Regions from separate parts of the Mus musculus genome. Here region 1 is linked to region 2. A link is a contact called in public Micro-C data. All regions are on one chromosome and are shown on one strand. The core of a region is the stretch at or near the end of the contact, and the rest is flanking DNA. Distances in the headings are between cores, read along the strand shown.

Region 1 (6,931 bases), core at 1,269-3,768, 140 kb after region 2:
CGAGCGGCCCTCCCTGAATCCCCGGGCTGTGGCTGTGGCATCAGGTGCCCACTGCAAAGGCTGTTTGCTTCTCTCAGGCATGCATGCCTGTTCACAAAGAAGCTGCTGTACTCTGAGGCCAGGCCAATGAAGCAAGCACAGAACTCAGGGCTGGGCCTCCGTCGCCCTGTCAGGATGCCAGGAGAACCATATGACCTTGGAGTACGTGTTTCTGCAAGGTCACTTCACTGGTAGTTTTCAAAAACTTGGTACAGGAATTTTACAGTCTTTATTTTTTATATATATATTTTTGGTTTGTCCCCCATCCCCCCCCAAAAAAACCTCACTCATATTTTATTTATACATCTTAAACTAATATATTAATTCAAATGAAAATAAGCTCTTTGTTAGGGTTTTTATTACTAAGATGAACACCATAACCAAAAAGCAAGTTGGGGAGGAAGGGCCATTCAGCTTTGGCGTCCACATCACAGATCATCATCATAGGGATTCAGGACAGGAACTCAAGCAGGGCAGGATCCCGAGGGCAGGAGCTGGTGATGCAGAGGCCATGGAGGGATGCTGCTTACTGGCTTGCTCAGCCTGCTTTCTTATAGAACCCAGGACCACCAGCCCAGGGATGGCACCACCCACAATGGGCTCAGCCCTCCCTCATCGATCACTACTGAAGAAAATGCTCTATAGCTGGATCTTATGAGGGCGTTTTTCTTAATTGAGGTTCCTGTCTCTGAGAAAGGGCTTTAGCTTGTGCCAAGCTGATATAAAACTAGCCAGAACATTCTTAATCTTGTTCCTCAGAATCTTTTGGAAGTACCTGCATTTTTCCTCCTAACCCCTGATATTATTGCTGTATGAGGAAGCTGTTACTGCATTTTAAAAATGGTTCACTGATAGTGATGTGTGTGTGTGTGTGTGTGCGTGTGTACAGGTAGATATTTACTTGTTACTAGTCATCTTAGTGTCTTTCTTAAATCCATCAGCTGATGGTATATCCTGGAGACCTCTGGGATTGGGAATAGCCACCAGGAAGACCCGGAGTCATTCCCTAATGCTTTGCATTAGCATCTTTGCTAGTTTCTCATTGGCCAAACCCAACCAGAAACCAATGGTCTTGGAAACTTCGCTCTGTAGCCTATGGGGACATAGAAGGGACAGGGTGGGCCTGGGCAAAAGAGGATGAACCCTGGTCAGCGTGGATCCCAGGATGCCTCTCCCTGGTAGGCCTCTCTACCCCTCATCTGAGCTGAGGCCTGAGAACAACGTATTAAGCTCTCCAAAGAACAGGGTAGAAAACATGAAAACGTATCCTTCCTCTGCAGCTCCCGGGATGTCCGAGCTGGAGAAGGCCATGGTTGCCCTCATTGATGTCTTCCACCAGTACTCCGGGCGAGAGGGTGACAAGCACAAGCTGAAGAAGTCAGAACTGAAGGAGCTTATCAACAACGAGCTCTCTCACTTCCTGGAGGTAAGAGACCATCTCTGAGCTGCACTAGAAATGGTCCTTATGTCTGCTCCTGTCTCTGTATCCAGACCCTGGGTTGCTTCTGGATATTAGTTTGAATGGCTAAGCCCTTGGAGTATGAGCTCAGAGGGGCTGTTTCTATCCCTTGAATCTAAGGATCCATGGGTGAGGGCAGCAGAAGAGAATTGTAAGCCACTCACAAGTGACACTTAGGATACGTCAGCACGCATCTGTAGTCCTTGTACTTCAAAGGTGGAAGCAGGAAGCCAGCCTGGGCCATCTCTTAAAACAGAACAAGGCCGGTGAGAACGCTTAGCAGGCAAACGCACCTGCCACCAAGCCTGATGAGCTGAGTTTGACTGCTGGGATCTACACGGCAAGACCAATTCCATGTGTGTACCATGGTGTGAGAGTACGTAGGCATGTACACTCACACACACACAGACACACACACAGACACTTTTTTTTCAAAGCATGAGAAGTTTCGGGGAGGGGAAGAAATCTTTTCGCTTTGTCTAGCTGTCTGGTACTTCCTACAAAGAAATATCAGAGATTAAATAAACATTTAATGATCACTCAATAATTCAATATTTGAGATACAGGGACTCACAAAGCACCCAACCTAGCATGCCCACGAGTGAATACTTGCCCGAGGGGAGGAAGGGCTCCCGAGAGCATATGACATCAGGGCCTAAATTTAGTTTGGAGTCCACTTAGGGAGTTGCAGAAGAGTTCCTGGCAAGCTGCTCGTCTTTGGGCAGTTAATATTCTGGTAGTGAAAACACTCACTTCCTTACCCACTGTCTCCTCTGCCCTTGAATCAGTTTATTAGCGTTTCTACTGCCTACAAACCAAGTGCTCCCGTGGAGGTGAACTGTGATCCAACTGCCACCCAGTGCTCCCTTGGTCCCCTAAACCAAGGCTCACAGCACGCCTTGAACGATATGGGAACGCTGGTGGCATACAATGAATGTGTCCTGTCACAGAGAGCGCCCTTGGGTCACAGAAGTAGCCAACCACACAGACAGAGGAAAACCAGTCAGCGTTGGGTCAAGTGCCAAGCCTGGGTGTGGCACAGCCATGTCACATGGTAACAGGAAACCACTCTCCAAGTTAACTGGGCATGTTGATACTGACTGACTGGATGTCTGGCTGAGGTTGTCCTTTCTCCCATGCAGGCAAATTAATTGATGTGTAGGAAGGCAGCGGGCTTGTGGGCTTCTGGAGAAAATTTCCAGTGGGACTTGGGGATTAACTCCTCAGGCACTCAGATACCGGGCGACAGGAACTCTGTATGCAGGGGCAGTTGTCGTCCCATGCCCTCTGCCTTTTGACTTAACAGAAGAGTCGGAATCTCATCTTCCAAGAGGACTATACAGGGGTGAGGTGGGCGTGTCAGGCTCTTCACATTTAGTGAAATCCCAGTTGATAACAGTTTAAGATATTTGCTACACCTATGATTTTATAACAGGAAAAAATTAGCCAGTAACGGCACATCTATAAATGATAACTCATGTACGATATCAAAGTACCGTGCATGTTTGCTGGCCTGGTTCAACAAGAGCACTGGAGAACAATCAACTTGAAGGAGGGAAGGCTTATTGACTTATTTGGTTGGTTTTTGTTTTCTAATACAGGGTTTCTCTGCATAGCCCTGGCTGTCCTAGAACTCACTCTGTAGAGCAGGCTGGCCTCGAAGTCAGAGATCCACCTGCCTCTGCCTCCTGAGTGCTGGGATTAGAGGTGTGCGCCACCACGGCCTGGCTCCTAATTTCGGTGCACAGGTGTCAGGATCCACTGTTTGGGGGGCCTTTGAGGCAGACCACCCCAATGAGGACAAAGAAACAAAGGAAGGGGCGTGGCTCAGTGATGCAGCTTCCTCCCACTTTGCCTGCCTCCGAAGGTTCTATCATCTCCCTGTGATACCACAGATTAGCACCAAGTCTCCTACACATCAGCCTCTGGAGGCCATGTAGGTTCGAAATCAAAGCACCTATGTTGCAACTGGGAGAACTACACTGCTCCCACCTATCATTTGGGAGATGTTTAAAAGCCCCAGTGAGACCCTGGGAATCACCATCTTTTACACGGGAATCTTTGAAGCAGTTGGCTTGCCCACAGTGCTCTCCTGTCAGGGAGGTGGGGGGAGGTGTTGACTGAAACAGTCTGTACTGAAAACCTAAGCTCAGAGCCTGTACTCTTCCCACGGGTGTCTTGGGGCCCACAACTGCTGGGGCATCCGTTAGGAGCTGGACCGTTCACATGCTTTGTGCATCAGTTAGTAGGAGCAGTCCTACCATTCACCTGGCTCTGACATCAGAACTGTCAGGGAAAAAGCCAACGGCACCTAGGAAGTTACTCATGAAGAAAAAGAATAAACAGCGGCTCTGACACACCACCCCCAAGTGTCATTTTAGTGAATGCTAGGATCCACGAGACTCCCAAACACAGACGCTCAGGAGCGGGAGTTCATTTCTCTCACGTCACTGGCCCAGGCTGTCTGTTACTTCTTCATCTTTCCCCTGTTCTGAAGTAATCCAGGTCGCACCAGACCTAAGGAAAGAGGAGAACAGACTGCTTGCTCCCCACGTCCCTGTGGCTGACTGTCCCTGTGCACAGAAGGCTGTCAGGATGTCTCATTTCCTGTATTGGGACTGCTTCTGACGCAAATCGATCGGCCTGGTACTTTTAATAGCACTCTGACGGCTCCGTCTTATATCTAGAAAGATCACCCCCGCTCTCTCTTTTTCTCTCTTAGGAAATCAAGGAGCAGGAAGTGGTGGACAAAGTGATGGAGACGCTGGACGAAGATGGGGATGGGGAGTGTGACTTCCAGGAGTTCATGGCCTTCGTCGCCATGGTGACCACGGCCTGCCATGAGTTCTTTGAACATGAGTGAGACCAAAAAAAAAAAAAAAAAAAAAAAAAGTAGCTGAGCTGTTTCTGCAACAGACATGAGGGTCACAAGAGGAGGCACAGCAAAGGCTCATGGGCTCGAAGGAGCTGAGCTCTCTAGACACACATAACTAATTAGGAAGCTTGGTTTGCTTTGGGGATGAAACCCCAACCCCCTTCCCAGGGGCTGCTTTAAGTTAGCACATCATGATTTCTGCTAGGCTAGGCATTCCCGTGAGCTGACTGGTCCCAGGAACTGTTGGTAAGGGTCACTTAGGGGATGAGATCAACGCTCTGTTGATAAAACACGTGTTGCTGACCACCATGCCCCTGTAGAAGAGTCACCTGTAAGAATCAAGGCAGACTACCAACAGTACTTCCGTCAGTCAGCTTTCTTAGATGTATGCTTCCCATACATCTACAGACCCACAGCTGGATCTGCTGCCACCCGAAGAGGTTGCTCATCCTTACACCTGCTTGCCATCTGCCTGAGCAAATGATGCTCCAGAAAGTAGACAGACTGATCGCCTACACCCTTCCCCAGCTCAGAGGAGCACAGCCACACTTAAGTCTCTTCTTCCACAGTGTGCAGTGATTCGTTACTAAGTAAATATTTAATGCCAACAGTTCTAACTGGGGAAACAATTAGATCTCACAAACTAAGTATGAACATTCTAACTCAGGACCGAGAATCAAAATTCTGCTCGGCAGACTTCTCCTTTCAGGATGATCGCTTTGTTCCTGGAGGACAGAGGAGGGGAATGGCCAGAGTCTTTTTCTAGTTAGTTGTATCTTCCTTGCTCCCTCTGCTGTCCATAATGTGAGTGGCTGCGGAAGTTGAGATTCACAGGACGAGCTGATGGGGAATTAAGGGTCTCTGAGGTGTGTCCTTTAGCTGCTGGGAGCCATGTCTGACCTGCTGGTGCCTAGGGCCTGCTTAGCCCTTGGTGAGGCTGAGAGTCGAGGACTGTGGGAAGCTGGACTTGAGGCTTTCTAACTTGCATATTCAAATAGCGACGTTTTAAATAATCCAAGTTACATTTAAATAAAAACTGCATTGCAAATATTAAAAAGCCATTCTAGGAGAATTCTAAATTACCCTTACCCATCTCTATTTTGTTTTGTTTTGTTTTGTTTTCAGAGAAGAGACTTAGAAGTTCATTAAGTCAACTGAACAATGCCTTCGCATAAAATAAAAGCATTGTGAAAATTCTCCATCACCACTGAAGAAGAAATAAATATAAAGTACTTGTGAGACAGGAACAAGGACTAAAAGTCCCTAAAGAAAGACTGCCCAGACCTCAGCCCACCCTCAGGCAGAGCCCAAGGGTAGGTGAGAGAGACAGCTAGAACTGCCGGAGGCTCTACGATGTTCAAAGGCTGCACAGAACCAGACAACCCCTGACTAGAGAGTAGGATGTGACTCTTGCTGGCCATTTTCTGGCCTGGCTGGGTCACATGTTAGCTTCCTTGCTACTGTGACAGAATTCCTGACTTAACTGAAGAGGAATAAATATTTGCTTAGCTCATGCTTTCGGAGCTAAGCTCACTAAAGGGCAGGACCTAGAGCCCTGCCCATTTCCAGCAAATACAGTATCACTGACAGGTGGGTGGTTCGTCATAGAGGGAAGAGCACGGGGGAGGAGCTCACACTGCATCAGATAGGAAGTAGACTGGACAGGACAGAAGACTGGTACACCTTCCAAGGCATGCCCCAGCCACCTACTCCTTCTAGTTAGCCCTCCTGGAGGCCAAGGGGCATACCACACAAAGCTGTGGAAAATACTGAGTTTTTACAGGAGAGCACTGAGGACCAGGAGTAGTATACTGGGCTGGAGGCACATAGTAGGTACTTTGGGATACCTGAGCTAACAAGACAGAAGGGGGGGGGGCTATCCACAGGGGATCCTGATGTCCTTTTGTCCCCAGCCTCATGCCACAGTTTGACACACAGTCAGGCCATCTGCCTTTCCAAGCCTCCTGAAGCTCTGTAGGAAGGCAGATGTGGTGACTGACAGGAGGTTGCTGCCCATGAGCCTGGAGTTCTACCTGAATTTCAGGCCAACGAAAGTTCTCATGCTACACATCACCCACCCACCAGTGATACTGTATTTGCTGGGCGTGGGCAGGGCTCTAGGTTCTGCCCTCCGGTGAGCAGTGCTTCATGTCCCAGAGGCTCCTGAGCCAACCCTGCTGAGAAGCTGCACTCTCAGCCTGGCCCTCTCTGTGGAGAAGCTCAGAGGTGGCCAGGCCTCTGCAGGAGTCCTGAAATCTGCTCCAGGAGCAGCTCAGGGAGGAAGTGCTAGCCTTTCACCACAGGTGTCCAAGAGGAGAACAAGAGAGGAGAGTTGAGCCCCTTGCCCAGCCTGGTGACCCTGTTAGAGGGGTAGTAACCAGTGCTGCTGGTGGCTGGGGCTGGGGCTGTGACCTCTCCCCTGTGGCCCTTCTGTGGGGTAATGGCTATCCAGGCACCACGGCCATCACAAACTCTGACCTACCCATGCTACAGGCAGAGCTGAGGCTAGGCAGACATGCCACTGTGGAAATCAAAGTAGGTACCAGGGAGGTGACTCA
Region 2 (6,559 bases), core at 1,523-4,022:
AGTAGCCAGCAGAGGCTCCTGCTACATAAACAAGAAAATCTAAGAACAAGAAGCTTGGGGTGGGGGGTGGGGAGGATGGGATCACACGACCTTTGACCCATCTGGGCTCAGAACCAGACTCCAGTAGGAGAGATAAGATAGCTTTACCACAATTGGCTGCTTTCTTTATGCCTGTATTATTATTATTATTATTATTATTATTATTATTATTATTTTAAATGTGATCCACTGAGTTTAACCAGGGTTGCCTAATTTGAGCATGAATTTGGAGTTCTCTGCTGGGGTCCAGTGGGCTCAGTATACATACACAACAGGGCAGCTGGAGATTCCCTCATCCCAGAACTTGTCGATAGCCAACAGGTCAGTAGTAAAGGATATGGTCCCAGGAGCCCCTCCCACTTCTATGAAGGTTGATAGGACCTGTCATGTCGTGAGCCTTAGTGCGGGAAACCTCAATCATAGTTCACCAACAGTATCAACTAACCGGACCCCTCAGAGCTCCCAGGGACTAAACCACCAACCAAAGGGTATACAGGGGCTGTTCCATTGGCTCACGCTACAAGGTAGCAGAGTTCTGCCAGGCAGAGAAGGCACTTAACCATCAGTGGGAGGGGAGGTGCTTGGTTCTGTGGAGGCTTGATGTCCCAGAGAAGCGTTAGAGGGGTGAGGCAGGAGTATGTGGGTGGGTGGGGCACCCCCTAGAGGCAAAGGGGAAGGGGAGGAGGTGGGGTGTTCGTGGAGGGGAGACCAGGAAGGGGAACAGTATTTGAAATGTAAACAAATAAAATAATTAATTTAAAAAAGAATTTAGAGAGAGCAAAACCTTTTAAAATTTATTTAATAATTTCCCACATGAGACATTGTATTTGCATTGCCCCCTCCACCAACCCCTGGCCCCTGCCGCCGGGTCATCCAGCGTCTGCCACCCCTATTGAATTCATGACCTTTTCTTGTATATATTGGGCCTCGAACTCTTGCAATCTTTCTTCCGCCTTTCCCACAATCTTCTCTGAGCCCGGGGTGTAGGAGTTATGCTTTCTTGGGCATCTCATAATGGCTTTCTCTGCATTGTGACCAGTTGTGCACCTGTAATAACCTCTGTTTACTCCAAAATGGATTCCCCCCTGAGAGTTGAGAACCCCCTTTATCTATAGTATAAAGAGAAGTATTTAAAGGCAGTTGAAATGTATATCCCTTTAGTAACAATGTATCAGTAATATGTTCCCCTCTAGGACCTCTGAGCTCTCCAGCTGTGGGCTCATAGCTAGGTTTACAGCACTAAGCATGACTAAGCATGCATTCTCCGCAGTTGAATGGGCATTAGGTCCAATTAAACAGCTAACTGATTACACCCAAGATGAAAGTTCCAATCTGTTCTTAGGCTTTCCAGCTAAACTGGACGGTTGACAGTGTTTCTCCTCTGGCAGCTTGCATGGCACCTTCCAATACAATGAGAGCTGCTTTAGGGAGGAGGCGTCCAGGTTCTTGATCTCTTCAAGGGCTGAAACTGAAGTGTGTGTCGTCTTCAGCAATCATGAATTAGCTTCATGTCCTGGCAGGCAGCCAAGGGCAACAATAGCTTAAATTGCTTTGATGGTCTGTCAGACACACCAACTAACAGCTCAAAGGGAGAGATCCCTTGCAGGCACTGGTTTTTTTTTTTCCCCCTCTATGGCTCAGAGGGGACCAGGGAGTATTACCTCATCACAGGGAGGCAAATTCATTAATGCTGTATATATATGCACACATACACACTTATCTATATGCACACATACACACTTCAAACAATATCACATACACATATACAAACATACACACATTACACACATACATAGATATCCTACATACACACACTATAAATAAGCTTATAAAGTAATGGGTATCCATATGGCTTCTCCAAACATCCTTAGTGTTGCTTACCTGCTCAGTCCTCTTCTCTCATATTAGCCTCCCCAGCTGAGGCCTCTTCCTCCCTTTTCCTCTTTGCTCTGTTTTTACCCAGTGGTCTCTTTCTACTTTCCTGGCTTCTACAGGTTATTCCAAATATTCCTATAGAATCAAACCTAAAGACGTGGATATAAGGGTTGGAAAGATGGCTCAGCAGACAAGAATGCTTATTACTTTTGCAGAGGTCCTGAGTTGGGTTCCCAGCACTCACATGGTGGCTCATAACTGTAACTCCATATAGGTTCTGATGTCCCTGCATGACTCTACACTACAGGCCCCTGCATTGTGTGGTGCACATAAACTCATGCATGCTCACATATTAGAGTGTATGTAGAGTATAAAACTATGGATCTGAGGTACTTCACTCAGAATATATTCCATTTCCATCGATGTACCTGCAGATGTCATGATTTCTGTTTTCTCTATAGATGAACAGAATTCCATTGTGTCTGTAAGGGCATTTTTACAATCAGTTATTGAACATCTAGCCTCTTGCATTCTCTAACTTTTGTGACTAGGTACCATGAGCATGCTCAAGCAAGTATCTCTGTGACTGAAAGCTCAGCTTTACACACAGAGCCTGTATTAGGTATTTCATTATCTTAACAAAAAAGCTGCCAAATACACAACACAAGTAACCATCAATAGATAAGTTGATAAATAACATAAGACATGTGGATCATTTTCTATTAGTCAGCCTTGAAAACAAATACAGTTCTGACACATGACAAAAGATTTCAAAACATTTTCCTAAGTGATCTAAGGCAGAACCCACCCCACGCCTGCAAAGGGCAAATGTCACATATTCTATCTGGGCGAGGTTCTTAAAATAAACAAAGTCATTTCAGCAGAGTATAGACTTGACACTATCAGAGGCTAGAGAGAGTAGGAAGTGAATTGCTGGAAGATGAGAGCATTCTGGTGTATAACTTCATTTGGAAGATTAAAATTTCTAGAAACGGGAGGCGGCGATGGCTTATAGTGCTATGAATGTACTTCATATCATTAAATCCTGCACTTGGTTGGAACAGTCAGTCTTGTACATTTTATCTTAGGTGGCCTTGAGCTTTGTCCCTTTTCTGCCTGAGTGGCTATCACAGTGGGAGTTCCTGGGAGCTGTGGATAAGAAAAACCAAAACCAAAACCAAAACCAAAAAACAAAAAACAAAAACAAAAAAACCCCAAAAACCCAAACAACAGTAGTGGCTAAGCAACATCCTTGAATATACTTAAACTTGACCACATCGTTCCTCCTCCCTGCTTACTAAGCCTTCCCAGAGACCTTGGAAGGACAAAGCGGCCTTGAGGGTCAGGCTCTGATAGAATTCTCATGTGAGTCCTTGCTACTTCACCCAAGCACACCCTTCCCCACATCCAGGTGATCTTTGGGATTCCACCTTGGGGTTTTCAAACAATGAATGGAATTATGAGTTGCCCTGTATGGGAGACGAAGAAAAGTGGTATTAAAAAGCCCGGTTTTACTTCACTATTATTCAGTTCATTCAAGTAGAAGTCTAGACTGATCTGCCAGTATCGTTGAAAGCTGTTTTCCCAAAGAAGCCTGGGTATCCTGGATTTCTCTTATCAGAATCCCACATTTCTTGTGATGTCTGCTGAGAGCCATGGTGATGGTGATTCCAGCTTTGTTGTCACAGGGGTGCCAGACTTTGCCACACACCGGGAGTGCTTACTAGTCTGGCACCCAGGTGACCAGTTATCCATAGGAGATATACCCTCCTGGTGGCCCTGGGGCCAGGACTCCCAAGAGTGCAATAGAACTCAGAAAAGCTCAGGGACCCAGTCAAGAAGCACAGCCCATCAAGTTGGTAAGAACCAGATTCGTTTTGACCTGAGAGCAGAAGGGGAGCCTCATCACCTCCTGGAGCCCCAGAATGTACAGAGTAATCCCACATAGGGTAGAGAAGAAAGCATCGTTCTACAGATGCTCAGGGTACTGAGGGATGGGATGGAGAGGACATATAAATGGCTGCTCATGAGATGAATGTTGAGTCTTTTTTTAAAAAAATATTATTTATTTATTATTTATACAAGTACACTGTAGCTGTCTTCAGACACACCAGAAAAAGGCATCAGATCCCATTACGGATGGTTGTGAGCCAGCATGTGGTTGCTGGGATTTGAACTCAGGACCTTTCACAGGAGCAGTCAGTGCTCTTCACCGCTGAGCCATCTCTCCAGCCCAAATGTTGAGTCTTGTGCTGTGATTTTGAAGTTGTCATCAAATGGCGAGGTGGTCCTATGAGGGTGCCAGCATTGGGTTCTAGCTCTAAACTACTGATGCTTAGAGGCACAGGAATATTCCCATTAAGAAAGAGACCAGGCGTGCCGGGCAGTGTGGCGCACGCCTTTAATCCGAGCACTTGGGAGGCAGAGGCAGGAGGACTTCTGAGTTTGAGGCCAGCCTGGTCTACAGAGTGAGTTCCAGGACAGCCAGGGCTATACAGAGAAACCCTGTCTCAAAAAAAACCAAACCAAACCAAACCAAAAAAAGAGAAAGAGTCCAGGAACGGCAGCACAAAAAGCCTTTCCGTAGCCCACTTCCTCATCCTTCTTATGTGGAAGTGCCATCTTTTAGTGGCAGAAAATTGTAATTGACCAGAGTAAGGTAGATGACCATTTACAATGCATGACAAAAAACTTTCAAAGGATATTCAGGAAAACATTGTGTTGAGCTAACTGTAGACATTCTGTGAAATAGATTGGCCCCCATTTATAATCTGCTGACTCTCTGAGGGGGCTGTCTTAGTCAGGGTGTCTATTCCTGCACAAAACATCCTGACTAAGAAGCAAGGTGGGGAGGAAAGGGTTTATTTGGCTTACTCTTCCACATTGCTGTTCATCACCAAGGAAGTCAGGACTGGAACTCAAGCAGGTCAGGAAGCAGGAGCTGATGCAGAGGCCATGGAGGGATGTGACTTACTGGTTTGCTTGCTTGCTCAGCCTGCTCTCTTATAGAACCCAAGATTACCAGCCCAGGGATGGCACCACCCACAATGGGATAGACCCTCCCCTCTTAATCACTAATTGAGAGAATGCCTTACAGCTGGATCTTATGGAGGCCTTTTCTCAAGGGAGGCTCCTTTCTCTGTGATAACTCCAGCTTGTGTCAAGTTGACACACAAAACCAGCCAGTACAGGGGCACTAGAGGCCTTTAATGCACACAAAGGACCTATGCAGTTGACACGTTACCAAAGGCTGAGGGCTTGAAGCACAGGAACTTAGAAGTTATTGGGAATGGCCAGGGACAAAGGAAACAAAAGTCAAAAAAAGGCTGAGACGGCACCAACAACCATGCATTAGACTAACGAGGGCAGGCAAGGATCCAGGAACACCAAGTCCAAATCATCAAACAGAGAAACCTTAAGGAACCTGTGGTCAGAAGGACTGGCGGGGGGTGGGGGGGAGATAATAGAAGGAATGCAGACAAGGAGTATTTGAGTGGTGACTGCTCTTTCTTTCAAATAAGACAAATAAATAATAGCACTAATGACCATCAATGATGTTTTTGTTTTTTGTTTTTGTTTTTGTTTTTGAGACAGGGTTTCTCTGTATAGCCCTGGCTGTAGACCACGCTGGCCTTGAACTCAGAAATCTGCCTGCCTCTGCCTGCCAAGTGCTGGGATTAAAGGCAAGCACCATCACTGCCTGGCCATTGATGATGTTTAAAAGACATCAGTAAATTTGCTTCATCTTCTAAAACTGCAGGTACAGGGTTAATTGTAAAGACATCTGGCTGGCAGAGTACCTCTGCCTGTTTTTTCTTGCTTACAAAGATAGTTTCCCTATTCAAGGTCATTAATATCTCCCAGACTCTTGAAATGTAAACTTTCTCTCTCTCTGTCTCTCTCTCTGTCTCTCTCTCTGTCTCTCTCTCTCTGTCTCTCTCTCTCTGTCTCTCTCTGTCTCTCTCTGTCTCTCTCTGTCTCTGTCTCTGTCTCTGTCTCTGTCTCTCTCTGGATCTGTGAGACCACAGAGTGGAGAGAATTATAGAACTACAAACTTCCAAGTGGTACACGAGTTTGCTGAAGACTTGCAACAGTTAAAAAAAAATGTGTGTGCAAGTAATCTTAATTTGCTACAATGTCTATTTGAATCCAACTTTGATTTAGGAAGATAAATAAGAAACAGTATAATGAGGGGTTCCCTGAAGGTATCCAGGCAGGGAAGCCAGCCCCACAGAGAGATAAGAATGAAATCCCGGTGCAGATTGGCTTGTCAAACTGGCAAGGCTGGCATAACCATTCTGGAGAATCTGGGCGAGCTCCACCTCCACAGCAATAGGGGGTCAGGTCTGCCTCTATAGCAATAGGTGGGTGAGATATGCCACCACAGAGAGCAAAAAGCTCACCAGGTCATTAACAACCTCTACTCTCAGCTTTCTGGATGGAACACAGGTATTTGATTTTATCTTCCACACTGCGGAGGGATCTCTACATGGCTAAGGTTCCTGGTTTTCTTAGGGCTCCTCTGTGAGTGCAGGGACCTTTGTGTCCCCCAACAAGTAAATCCATGTGAAAAAGATTATTGAGAAAGAGATTTTTTTGGAAACGAATGGATTCTATATAATAAGATTTTTGTATTAAAAATAAA

Evidence for each region. Hi-C and Micro-C count contacts between places; a contact is called where the count stands out from the background.
Region 1: a contact with region 2 is called in a Micro-C map of the HL-1 cell line, with 2.7 times the contacts expected there. The contact joins two enhancer-like sites. A contact is called at or near these places in 2 of 484 Hi-C or Micro-C datasets (the HL-1 cell line and nephron progenitors) and 3 of 9 other capture datasets (adipose tissue, embryonic stem cells and pancreatic islet).

What each region holds. Positions count from the first base shown.
Region 1 is chr10:76,255,708-76,262,638 of GRCm38.p6, forward strand. S100b (S100 protein, beta polypeptide, neural) reads left to right here. Exons shown (of 3, transcript NM_009115.3): 2 at 1,320-1,465; 3 at 4,221-5,612. The coding sequence starts at 1,328. The coding sequence ends at 4,361. Among named protein-coding and RNA genes, the nearest start is that of S100b, 5.3 kb to the left of the region's middle. Within about 2 kb of position 2,519, at least 115 of the 459 cell types and tissues checked have an H3K27ac peak or open chromatin away from gene starts, as enhancers often do. A contact at or near this core is called in the HL-1 cell line, where this site is marked.
Region 2 is chr10:76,118,934-76,125,492 of GRCm38.p6, forward strand. No RefSeq gene overlaps it. Among named protein-coding and RNA genes, the nearest start is that of Slc5a4b, 11 kb to the left of the region's middle. Within about 2 kb of position 2,773, at least 27 of the 459 cell types and tissues checked have an H3K27ac peak or open chromatin away from gene starts, as enhancers often do. A contact at or near this core is called in the HL-1 cell line, where this site is marked.